Linked DNA regions of Gossypium hirsutum: region 2 is linked to region 1. A link is a contact called in public Hi-C data. All regions are on one chromosome and are shown on one strand. The core of a region is the stretch at or near the end of the contact, and the rest is flanking DNA. Distances in the headings are between cores, read along the strand shown.

What was found. Hi-C and Micro-C count contacts between places; a contact is called where the count stands out from the background.
Region 2: a contact with region 1 is called in a Hi-C map of leaf, with 2.0 times the contacts expected there. The contact joins the enhancer-like site here to the promoter of LOC107907782 in region 1. A contact is called at or near these places in 4 of 34 Hi-C or Micro-C datasets (all in leaf).

Annotation. Positions count from the first base shown.
Region 1 is chrD08:12,352,074-12,358,423 of Gossypium_hirsutum_v2.1, reverse strand. It overlaps LOC107907782, which reads left to right and starts at 4,700. Exons shown (of 1, transcript XM_016835101.1): 1 at 4,700-5,584. The coding sequence starts at 4,700. The coding sequence ends at 5,584.
Region 2 is chrD08:12,493,951-12,500,763 of Gossypium_hirsutum_v2.1, reverse strand. No RefSeq gene overlaps it. Among protein-coding and RNA genes, the nearest start is that of LOC107913508, 19 kb to the right of the region's middle. Within about 2 kb of position 3,638, at least 7 of the 9 cell types and tissues checked have an H3K27ac peak or open chromatin away from gene starts, as enhancers often do. A contact at or near this core is called in leaf, where this site is marked.

The DNA of each region.
Region 1 (6,350 bases), core at 3,451-5,950:
TGGTTGAGCCAAATAGTACAGTTTATTCTCTAAAGTTTCCCCTGTTTCGCTGTCTGACAGTTCCGACCACTCTTCACTAAAAATTAATTATCTCATTGTACAGAATTCGGATGATGTTTTAGCTTGTTTCTTCTAAAAATAGACTCATTAAGGATTCTAACCATATAAAATATAACTCATAATCATTTTTGTACAATTTTTAATGATTTTTCCAAAGTCAGAACAGGGGAACCCGAATTCATTCTGACCTTGTCTCACAAAATCTATTATATCTCATGATTTACAATTCCATTGCTCACATAATTTCTTTTATAAGAAACTAGACTCAATAAGCTTTAGTTTCATATTTTATTCATCCTCTAATTCAATCTCTACAATTTTTGGTGATTTTTCAAAGTTACACTACTGCTGCTGTCCAAAACTGCTTTAGTGCAAAATGTTGATTTCCATTTTGCCCCAAATTTCACAGTTTATACAATTCGGTCCTTTCTCAATTAACCCCTCAATTAATCTAATTTTCTCAATTAGTACTTTACTAGACATTATAAGTTGTTACACAACTATTGAAATTCAGAATTTCCACATATAACTCTATCTTCAAACTCTTTTACTATTAGGTCCCAAACATTCACTTTCTATTCAATTCTTTCAATAAAATCAGCATATGAACAATTTAAAGCTCTAATTTCATGCTAAATCATCATATACTTCCAGCACATATTCATATCAACTTTCAACTTCTTTCATAAAATCAAAAACTAATGGATTTAACAAGTGGGCCTAGTTGTAAAAGTCATAAAAATACAAAAATTTCAAGAAATAGTCAAGAATTGAACTTACTTGTAATAAAAATATGAAGAACCAGCTTGAAGAAGCCCTTCCATGGTGTTTTAGCTGATGAGAATTCAGAAAAAATGAAGAGAAATCTAGATAATTCCACTTGGGTCCTAACTTTATTAAGCAAATTTTGCAATTTTCCAATTTTGCCCTTAATTCTCCTTACTTTCTTGCTAATTTCATGCCTCTACCGTCCAGCCCAAATAGACCTTGGGTCTATTTGCCTTTAAAGCCCTCTTCCTTTTATCATTTAAGCTATTTAATCATTTCCCAAAATTTTGCATTTGTTACAATTTAGTCCTTTTTGTTCAATTAATTATCGGAACTTTAAAATTTCTTAACGAAACTTTAATACTAACTTTTTAACACTCCATGAATATTTATAAAAATATTTATGGCTCAGTTTAAAATCCCCGAGGTCTTGATACCTCATTTCGGTTCTAATTATTTTAATATTTATTTCTAGTGCACTATTCACTATTTCAAAAATTTTCCTAACTTCATATTTAACTTATACTTACTAAATTAATAATATTTTCTACCCATTTGTCGAATTTAGTGATCTCGAATCACCGTTCCGACACCTCTGAAAATTCAAGCCATTACATTTTTTTTTCGTCGGATTTGTGGTCCCGAAACCACTGTTCCGACTAAGCCTAAAATCGGGCTATTACAAGCAAGCAGGCCAACTGAGCACAATAAAAATCCTCAGTTGGAATGTTTATGGTTTGGGGCAGCCACGGAACCATTAGACGTATCAAAAATAAGTTGAGACATATTCGGCCTCAAATTTTGTTTCTTATAGAAACAAAGGTTACTAGGAATTGTAAGGAGAAAATTATACGGCAATGTAGGTTTGAGTATGGAATTGATGTCGATGTGGAAAGGATGAGACAAGGTTTATCGTTAGGGTGGAGAGAGGGGTTAAATATATCATTAAAAAAATTTTCAAAGTCCCATATTAAAGTGGAGGAGGATGAGGGAATGATATGGCAATATGGAGATTCACGAGTTTTTAAGGAGCGCTTGTGGAGCATGCTAGAAAAGATTCGTGGGAGTTATTAAAGTATCTGAAGTGCGAGAATAATAAGCCATGGTTGATTCTAGAAGATTTTAATGAAATTCTGTTCTCATTTGGGAAACAAGGGGGAAGAATTCGAGAGGAAAGACATATGGTTGCTTTTCGGGAAGTGCTAGAAGATTGCGAGATGAGCGATTTGGGTTTTTCTAGGCAATGATACACATGGAAGAGAGGTAGGTTGCCTGGAAATAATATAAGGGAAATACTGGACATAGAGGTAGCTAATCCAGAATGGTGGGAACTTTTTACAGGGTATTCGGTGAACCACTTGCAACATAGCTTTTCTGATCATTGCCTGGTGGTTGTGGATACAAATGGGGATGGGAGTTTGCAATTTAGGGAAAGACAGTACCAATTTCATTTCAATATTGATTGGATACTGGATAATGACTTTGAAGAGAGAGTTAAAAGTGGTTGGAACTCGACTGAGCAGAATAATTTGGTGAAGTTAAAAGAGATGGAGTAAGCTTGAGCAATTGGGAAAAAATGAAAAAGTATTAAAGGAGCGACGAACGACAATTTTAAATTCTAAACTACTTGAATTAAGTGCAGATGAGATTAATGATGTAGTTTTGGCAGAGATTACAGAGATTAAACTGGAGTTGAATTTTATTTTAGGAATAAAGGGCGAGAATCAACTAGTTTCGGATGGGGGTTAAAAACACAGCATTTTTCATAAGAGTGCATCGAAAAAAAAAGAGCATGATTAAGGGGCTGGAGAGTGATTCTGGGAGTTGGGTTAAAGATTTTGATGAGATATCTAAAATTGCTACAGGCTATTTTAAATATTTGTTTTCGTTAAAAGAGGTTAGCAACTGCGATAGATTACTCTCGGTAATATCACCATGTATTACGGAAGGGCTTAATGATGGAATTTAAAGTAGAAGAGGTTGTTGAGGCAATGACAACCATAACTCCTCTTAAGGCATCGGGTAAGGATGGCTTTCCTGCAATATTTTTTCAAAAGTATTGGCATGTGGTAGGAGATGATGTTACTATACATTGTTTGGATGTATTAAATGGTCGACGGAATTTAAAAGAGGTGAATCATACAAACATTGTACTTATCCCTAAGATGAATTCACTAAAAACTACAAGTCAATTTCGACCTATTAGTCTTTATACTGTAACATATAAAATTATTTCGAAGCTGTTAGTCAATAGGTTTCGTCGGATGCTTAACTATTGTATCGATGACACCCAAAGGACGTTCGTGCCAAGAAGGAAAATCACAAACAATATTTTTGTGGCATATGAAATCTTGCACTCTTTCAAAAAAAGAAAATGGACTTTGAATGGTGGCTTTGCTTTAAAACTCGAAATGAGAAAAGCGTATGATAGGGTGGAGTGGTGTTTTCTGGAGAAAATGATGAGTAGAATGGGTTTTTGTGAGGATTGGATATCACTTATAATGAGGTACGTCACTAGTGTATTGTATATAATGGTGATTAATGGGGCATATGGGGATGAGTTCTGGCCTACAAGAGGGTTGAGGCAAGGAGATCCCTTAAGTCCATATTTGTTCCTAATTTGTGCTTAAGGGTTTTCGCGGTTACTTGACATGGCCAAGAGGGAAGGGAAGCTTTTTGGGGCAAGGGTGGGGAGAAGTGGTATTTCGGTGAAGTATTTATTTTTTGCTGATGATAGTGTGTTGTTTAGAGAGCCATCGATTAAGGGTGCAAATATTATAAAAAATGTTATCAATGAGTATGAAACAGTGTCGAAACAGTTGGTTAATTTTGACAAGTCTCTAATCTATTTCAGTGGGAACGTTGGACAAGAAATGCAGGATCAGTGAGGAGAATCTTGGGAGTTCAAATTTCTAATAATCCAAAGAGGTATTTGGGATTGCCAACAATGGTTGGACGTAGGAAAAAACATGTTTTGTTAGAATTAAAGAACGTTTTGTTAAGATGATGAATAACTGGAATGTGCGCTATTTATCGTCCGGGGGTAAGGAGGTATTTTTAAAGTTCGTTTTATAAGCTATTTCGATCTACGCGATGCAGTGTTTTATGTTTCCAGTTTCATTTTGTCGTGAACTTGAGAACATAATGTGTAAGTTTTGGTGGCGAATTCAAAAACCAATAAAGGCATTCATTGGTGCAAGTAGAGTGATATGTGTGTCCCCAAAGCGAAGGGGGGCTGGGTTTTAAAGAACTATCGACATTTAATATGACCCTATTGACGAATCAGGGGTGGAAAATTATTACGCAGCCTAATTGTTTGTTTGCACGAGTAATGAAGGCAAAATATTTCCCAAGAGGGGACTTCATGAGTGCAGGATTAGGTTCTTACCCTTCGTATATCTGGCGAAGTATCTGGGGAGCTAGACGACTCCTTGAGGAGGGGGTGGGTTGGAGAATTGAGGACGGCACTATAGTAAATATTTGGAATGATGCATGGTTGCCAGGGCCTGAAAATGGTAGGGTGCACTGTCAGAATATTGATATTCGATATTCTAAGGTGTCTGAATTAATCGAGAGGGAATCTGTTACCTGGAAGCAAAATGCTATTTGTTTATTAGTTGGAGAGGAGCAGCTGAAAAGAATTCTTTTGATCCCATTGGCAAGCAATGAACCACATGATGCGTTAATTTAGAGAGACAATAATACAAGGATTTATACAGTCAAAGATGGATATAAATGGCTAATTACAATGAAAGATTCTATTATACAACATGAATTTCTATTTCAGTTCTTTAAAAAAATGTGGGCTCTTAATGTGCCAACCAAGATTCGTATACATATGTGAAGGGTTGTTAATGAATTTGTGCCCACGATGCATAACCTGAGAGCCCATAAGCTTGTGGTGGATACGCTCTGTCCAATATGCCGAGCAGAAGAGGAAACGGTGAGCCATCTTTTTCGGGATTGCACTTTTACTCAACAGGTACAGCGGGAGTTGGGGGTGACTAACTCAACTACCAACAGAGAATCAAATTGGAAAAAATGGTTAGCATTAGAGTTTGAGAATTATAGTAATGAAGCATGTAAAATCAGAGCTATTTCTTTTTGGGCTCTTTGGTACAATTGCAACAGAATTTCCCATGAAGGGATAAGGGAGCGAGCACATGAAATTGTGAGGTTTATCAATGCTTATTATTCAGAAATAACGCAAATGGGTGAGATATTGAAGAATAGGCAAGAGACTAAAAGATTTGTGTGGGAACCACCTGTTGATGATGCTGTAAAAATTAATTTTGATGCTTCTTTTAATCAACATTCTCGAAGATCATGTTCACTAGTCATTGCGCGGAATAAAGAAGGATTGGTGATGGCATCGTGTACTTACTCATGGGAGAATATTTCAGATCCGGTTATAGCCGAGGCAATGGCTTGTTTGCAGGCTGTTACTATGGCCGAGGAAATAGGTTTTCAAGATATATGTGTTGAGGGAGACGCGCTAACTGTAATTAGAAAACTAAACTCTACAAAAGAAGATAGATCATGTATTAGCAGTATGATTCAAGAAATCAATGGGAGAACACCCAATTTTAGAAGAATGTGTTTTAGATTTGTACCGAGGGAAGCCAATAAAGCGGTACATGGGATGGCGATGGAAGGATGGAGATATGATAACCCCCTATACTGGATGGAGGAAGTACCGCGTGCAGTGGAAGGACTGGTGAACTGCGATAGGAGTGGCAGAGATGATGGCGGATAACTGGTTTAGTTGAGTCCGGACTTTGTGACGATTGGTCTGTCCGATGAACTCGAGGATTTTGATAAAGACAGGGGCTTGAAAGGTCAGAAATTGGTTGTTCGTGGGTAATCGGTCTCTTGAGTTGCTGATGCACAAATGATGTTGCTTAAAATGCTAGAGAAGAATGGGATTCTAGGCTTGGCTTTTCTCTTTGTTAAGATTGAGTTTGTTTGGTTTCATTTCCAAGTTTGTGTCTGTTCTGTGTGCTTTCCATTACTTTTTGTTTTGTTTTTGTGAGTTTCAAAGCATTATTTTGGTGATCAATTAGGGATGGACAGTTGTAGGGTCATTAGTCTTTAAGGCCTATAAATGAATTGCTTTCTTTTTCTATTAATAGTATCAGCTGGCATTTTCAAAAAAAAAATTGTTAGTATAATATTTTATATTATTTTGGATAGTTTTGAATAAATGATAAATATGATAATTTGAATATTTTTTAAAAAGATAATTTATTTAAATTTTTAATTAAAATAAATTCAACTTAATATTTTCTATGTTAAGCGATAAGTAATTATCTAATTATTTATTCAACACCTTTTTTTCTTTTTATTAAAAATTTTATATTAATCTAAAAATTAGAATGGTTATCAAACATAATTAAAATATTAAATATTTTATTTCAATTAAAATGATTATTGTATAGAAAAAGTCCATTTCAAAATTAAATAAATAAAATAAACAAATGGGCTTTTTAACTACGAAGAAGCTAAAGCTCAGATTATGAAGG
Region 2 (6,813 bases), core at 2,389-4,888, 140 kb before region 1:
CAAAGTTAATTGTTGAATTTTAAAAATTACTATATGATCAATAATATCATTTATTTATTACGTTAAGAGTGCAGGACATGCTCACTTCTTCACTTATAAGGTTTTAATTTTGTCAAATTACACAGATAGTTCTTATATTTTTTTCAATTAATTCTTTTTTTTTCTTCAATTCTCTTCTCCCTTTCATAACTTTAGCACCTATTAATCTACCATGTGAGATTGTCATTACATAAGAAATCAATAACGTTAGTGATTATATAATATTTTTTAAAATTTTAGGGATCAACATGTAAATATAAATGATTAATTTTGTACTTCACCCTTTAAATTTTTATGGTTAATTGGCTGATTAATGTTTCAAAACGAAATAAAAAAAACATTGATTGCTTCCTGTATCATAATCAGCATCATATTATATATTATTTTTCTTTGTTTTGGAGGAAATTATGGTTAAGAAGAGGAAGAAAAGTGAAAAAGTGAAGGTATTAGTCCCAAGCAAAGAAGAAATACTGTTGTACGTACCACCTTTCCACTTGTAAGGTATAGTAGTATGATAATACAGTGGAGTGGGATTGGATTCAGCTTTGGGGCTGGATGGGCCTAAAACCTAACCCAATCGGATAAAAGGAAACTTGATCAGATATTTTCTTGTTGGCAAAGCTATACTTTAAAGAGTAGGAAATTAAACTTCGTCTGCATTTTGTTAATCTACCACTAGCCCATGTCCTCACTTGTTTACTTTGGGTCATCAACATACCATTAGTTCCAACATCAGTAACTGTGGCACCAAGTTTCATCCAGTTGCCTTTGAGAGTTCAATACAACATGAGCAAACCATGCACCACCACTTCAAACAACCAGATATCATTCCTCAATGACCTAAACAAAGGAACCCAACAACATCACTCCATTGATATGCAGCAAAAAAACAACAGCCAAGGTATACTTTTATTTCCAAAGACTAATAGTTGTACATATTCAAACATGGTCATACTATGGGTATTTGAGGTTCTATAGTGCTTAACACAGCAAAAAACTTAAGTTATAGCTATACCTGATTGCTACGTTTGTTTCTGGGAGAAGCAAAGACAAGGATGCATAATCGAATATATTACTTGGTTAGGCCAAAACAGAATAATTTAAAAGGTTGGTGCAGCTAAAAATTGCGAAAATAATCAGTTACCATCATAGCTTGTATGTGCAATAGTAATGTTAGCTTGAGTGAATGAGCTGCCTTCAGCAGCGGCAATGAAACTTCTCCCCCACAACAACACCCATTATTTGGCCACTACTTATCTCTTTATCAAGGATGAAGCCAAAAATTTATCTTTGGGGCAAAATTAAAAGGGTTAAAATATAATTTCATCTTGTTATTTTAAAATTTTAAAGGGTTTAAATTAAAAAATTTTCATTTTTGAGGGTTAATATATTTTTACTATCAAGTAAATTTTTAAGGGACTAAAATAATAATTTTTCATTTTAGGATGACTAGGACCCTGCGTATCCCTTAGCATTGTCCCTACTTTCTGTCAATGTATGATTGATTGCAAGTCATATTATCATATAAATTTTGAATATCATATCATCTTATAAAATATAATTAATATATGTATAAAAAATTTATATTTGATGCATTATCCCTGTATAAATTCATAATGTGTGAGTAAACTATATTAAAACACATCAATCATAAATTAATAAATTATTTTAGAAATAATAAAAAATAAATATGGTTTTTTTTTATTTCTTTTAATTAGTGACATCTTGAGAATGTATAAATTTACACACCCATCAAAATAAATCAATATGTGAAATTGTACATTTTAAAAATAAAACTATCATACATGATAAAATATGATTTCTTTTATTATTATAAAATAAAATTTATGTATATTTTTTAACTATTTTCTAAAATAATATTTATTTTTGAAACATAAGTTTTGTACAAATTTTACTCTTTAATTTTTTTCCTTTCAATTTTAAAAATATATTTCAAACTAATTTTAAATATTTTTATTTTTCTAAAATTACAAATTCAATTAATATAATATTCGTATAACTACAATCAACATAGATTAATACAACAAACAAACACAATTATACTTATAATCAATATATGAATTAAATAAAAATAAAATGTAGACTAAAAAATTGCACTAACTTAAAAGCTTGAATCTCAAAATTCCTGAGATGTGATACCACTAATTATACATTTATAAAATTTATGAGATGAAACTTTAATAAGTTGTGTGATGGTAACATGATGACCATGTTTATTATATGCGATTTGATGAAAGCCATCTTAACTACATTAATTAAAAATTTGTTAATTCCAGTATCATACAAAATCATAATTTAACTAACATCCATCCATTCATATTCAACCTTCACAAGTTTTACAGTAATAGAGTGAAGTTTAACCCAAATAAGATACCACATTACACGTTTTAAAAATAAAAATACATAATAATATATTTAACTTGTAATGTTTACTTCTTTTGTCATTTTGACCCTTGACCTTCAAATTTTATTCCAATTCTATTTTCTTAAATGTAAAAGTTGTCTGGACTATGAAAATTTTAACTGCACTGACATTGTCAATTGGCAATTCATATACTTTATAAAATTTCAAAAAATTAATAAAAATGATTAAAGATTTCAATTTTTTTTAAAGTCCATAAAAAATTCAAGCAAATTATCCATGTTAGCAATAAAGTACATGCAAACTATCACTTGCGCTGCCTTGCTAGTGTCATTAAAATTTTAATAGTTTAATAAAATTTTAACAATTAGACTAAATTTAGAAAATTAAGAACTAAAATGATAAAACAATAATTAAAACCAAAGTGACAAAAAATTAATTAAGACCAAAGTAAGAAAATAAATAAACTTTAGTACCTAAATTAACCATTTTTCCAATTAAAGATAATACCCTAAATGTTTCTCATAAAGTACCACTATCCATAATAAACAAATTCCCTTCTCTCCCCTTTAACTTTATCAGATCTAAAACGCACAAAAAGGAATTTGCAAAAATATATTAGGACATCAACAACTTATACAAAGCACTTCATTTCATCACCATCACCACCACCATCATCGTCATAATTAACAATAGTTTTATATCCTTATTTATTTCCACAGTTTATACTTTTAAATCCGTCAACTCTTCATATTTTAGGCCTATATTTTAACAAATCAGAAACCCTATATATAGTTGCACTATCTTCGTGAAAACACCTCCAACTCTACAAGAGATTATCATAAAAAAAATAGAAGAGAAGCTAGCTAGGTGTGGCTCCAAGAACCCAAGAACATCATGGTTCTTATGGGTTCATCAGTATAGTGGCTCCCATTTCGTCTCTCTATTTCTTTGGAAATAAGAACCCTATGCCCTCTTTGAACCCCTTTCTTAGCCATGGCATCCATGGCCGCCTCGCATGCTTGCTTCACCCTTTCCCTGATCATCATCCTCCCCTTTGATTCAGCCATCACTGAATTATTATTACTATTATTATCACCGGAGAGGCTTTGAGGCTTCATAATGTAATTAATGCCTTTAGGCTAAGATATTAGAAGTATAGACTGAACAAATGTGGGTTTATATAGAAAAAAAGAAAGGCAAAAAGATGCCATGGGTTGTGAGTGGTAGGACCATTTTGTCTTTCAACAAAGATAGGATTAGATTCCAACACGCTTCTGTCTCTAATGACAACTGGGTTCAATTTTAATGTATGGTTTGCTTTATTGAATGGCATTTGGTTATTGGTTGTAATCACAGTAATAAATTAAAACTTTAGGGATCTAATTAAATTTTTTAATAATTAATTAATTTTTTTAACATTTTAAAAACTTTTGTATGGCTTAATTAAAAGTTTTAGAGTTAAAAATTGTAAAAGAAATTAAAGGACTTAATTATAATTTTTTAGGACGCCTCTTACGTTGGTCCTTTACCATCCTAAAAAGTTTTAGGACGTCTCTACTTCAATTTGATATAATTTGATCCCTTAATCCAAATAATTAATTATTCTCATTAAAATATCAACGTACAAAAAATCATGTTCACATGTTTTTTTTTTAAGAATTAATTGGACTCATTTATTAATTTGAAAAGCATACAGAAAAAAACATTAAAGTAGTTGACACAAATATGTGGCTCTTAGGGAAGCCAAACAGTCCAGCCTAAAAAGATGGGTTTTCTCCCCCATTTTACAAAAGACATTTCGAAACCAAAAACCTGTAATAACCCAAATTTTCTCGGCCCAAATCAGAAATAAATAAATAAACAAAAATTATTAAAAGTCCATCAGTCCATATTACAAATCTAAAATACATCAAACCCACTAAGCCCCAATATCACAACCCAATTATTAACCCAACTACCCAATTACAGACCAAAATAGCTTAACCCAAACTCACTAAGACCCACTAACCTAACCCTGGCCCAATTAATTTACCCAAACACAAAATACCCAAAAATGAAACCAAACCTACACCCATTACACCGGTCCAAATAACTAAAGCTCAAATTAGTCCAAAGCTAAGAAAACAAGAAACCCTAGGGTTTTTGCAAACTCCAGCCGTCGCAACAGTAGCCTCCATGCACTGCGCCGAGCCATGCCACGTCACCGTACGGCCTCGCACCTACAACAACCTGCAGCAAACGCAACAAACGCAACAAAGGCAGCAACAGCAGCAGAATACACGGGAATAGCAGAGAAAAATAGCCAAAATTTTTAAAAAATTTCCTGTAAATTTCTATTTTATTTTCGGCTATATAAAGTCGTTTTCGAATTTGTAAAAGGATCTTCTTTTCCTTTTTTACGTATACAAAATACAAAAAGTTTGAAATACAGAAAGGTGATTCAGTTCTTTCATTTTCTAGTCTTCTTTTAGTTTTTTTCTTCTCAACGCTTATTTGATTCGTGATTTGTAAAGGAAACAATAGGAAGAAATTAAAAGGGGGAAAATACCTCGTCGTCGAATCCCTGTTCTCTCTGTCGCCGTCGGAGCTTGAGCAGGGGTTTAGAGATCCCTTTTGAAGGATCGATGAGCAGAGCGGCGCAAAAAAAAGGGGCGACTTTGGGGGCTGGTGTTTAAGCTGGCCTAGGGTTCTAATTTGAGGGTTAAGAAAGGATTTTTATAGTGCATAAAACGACACTGTTTAGGGCCTGTTTCAGTGGTATTAAAACGGTGCCGTATTAACCATCCAACTTCAATAACCGGCGCGGTGGTTCGACCCGGGGAGGATCCGCGCATTTTTTGTTGTGTGGTCTATTTGCACCTTCGATCCCTCCTTTTTACTCCATCCTTTTAATTTCATTTTTTGTTTTTTTTTGTAAATTTCCCGCATGAATTTTGAATTTGTTTCAATTCAGTCCGGGTCTAAATGCCGCATTTTGAAGGAAGGGAGTATTTCCCGCTTGGTCCCCCAAGTAATTCACGCATTATATTTTGGCCCTCTGTTTTGTTTTATTCACATTTTTCCCCTTTTAATTTTGTTTAAAACTCAATTTAATCCTCTTTGTTTTTTTTAATTGGTTTAATATTCTTTATTATTATTATCATTGTCACCACTAGCCTTATTGATATTGTAATTATGTTATTATATTTTATTTATCTATTTATATATATGTATATGTTACTTACGTACTACACTTTAAATTTTTTATATATATTACAATCATATATATTAGCGTCAAATTTCATTATGTATTATTTTTAAATTACAATATATTATTAGCATCATAAAATTTTATGTATTATTAGCTTAGATTTATTATATATTTATTTTTAAATTCATTATGTATTATTATTTCAGGTTTATTAGGCATTATTTTAAAAGAAAAATATTATGTTTGGTATATATATATTGTTCATTTTAAGATTTTGGCATGTATAATTTATTGATTGTGATTTCTCTTGTTGCCATTGTTTTCTTAGTATACATTTTTAAAATCGATTATTAATTCATTTGATGTTTAATTGGTAATATAGATGTTTGCATAATAGGATTAAAATTATTGTTGCTATTCTTGTTAACATTTATCTATTGCTTGGTCATTATTTTTTAGTGTGTGTTCGGATCATCAATTATCTCATACATTACCATTCAATCGTGCTACATTAAAGATTGCGTTTCATAAATATCAAAATCATTTTATACAAAAGTCTTTCAAAATAACGCGACACTCGAAATTTGGGATTCTCGAAAAGATTGTGTCCTAACTCACTGGATTTCAATCTTCCTCGGGATCTAAAAAACCGAATATCCTTTTAATTAAAACATAAATAAAAAGCTCATTCTCGGGAATTCGACATGTTGTGTCCTAACGCATTGGATATGACAGGTTGTTTTCTCGAGACGAAGATTTTTCTAATAAATGAAAATAAAGGCAATATTTGATATTTAGGAATTTTGTGAAATCAAGCCCTAACTTATTGGGTTTTGATTTTCTCATTTGACCCAAATAATCAGATATCCTTCTCAAAAGACATGAATTTTTAAAATTTAAAAAAGATAAACTTGATTTTGAGATTCGAAATGTTGCACTCTAACTTACTGAGTGTGACGATTTATTTCTTTGAAATAAGTGAGCCTTATCATCCAAATCATTTTATTCAAGATAAAAGGATTGTATTTTAAAATCTTTTCAAAATTTCGACACTAAGACATTAAACAATCAATTCGGTACCAATTCTGGGCGTTACGAGGGTGCTAACCCTTCCTTGTGCGCAACCGACTCCCGAACTTATTTTCTCAAATCTCGCAGACCTAAAATTTATTTTTAATGGTGAACCGATCACACCTTA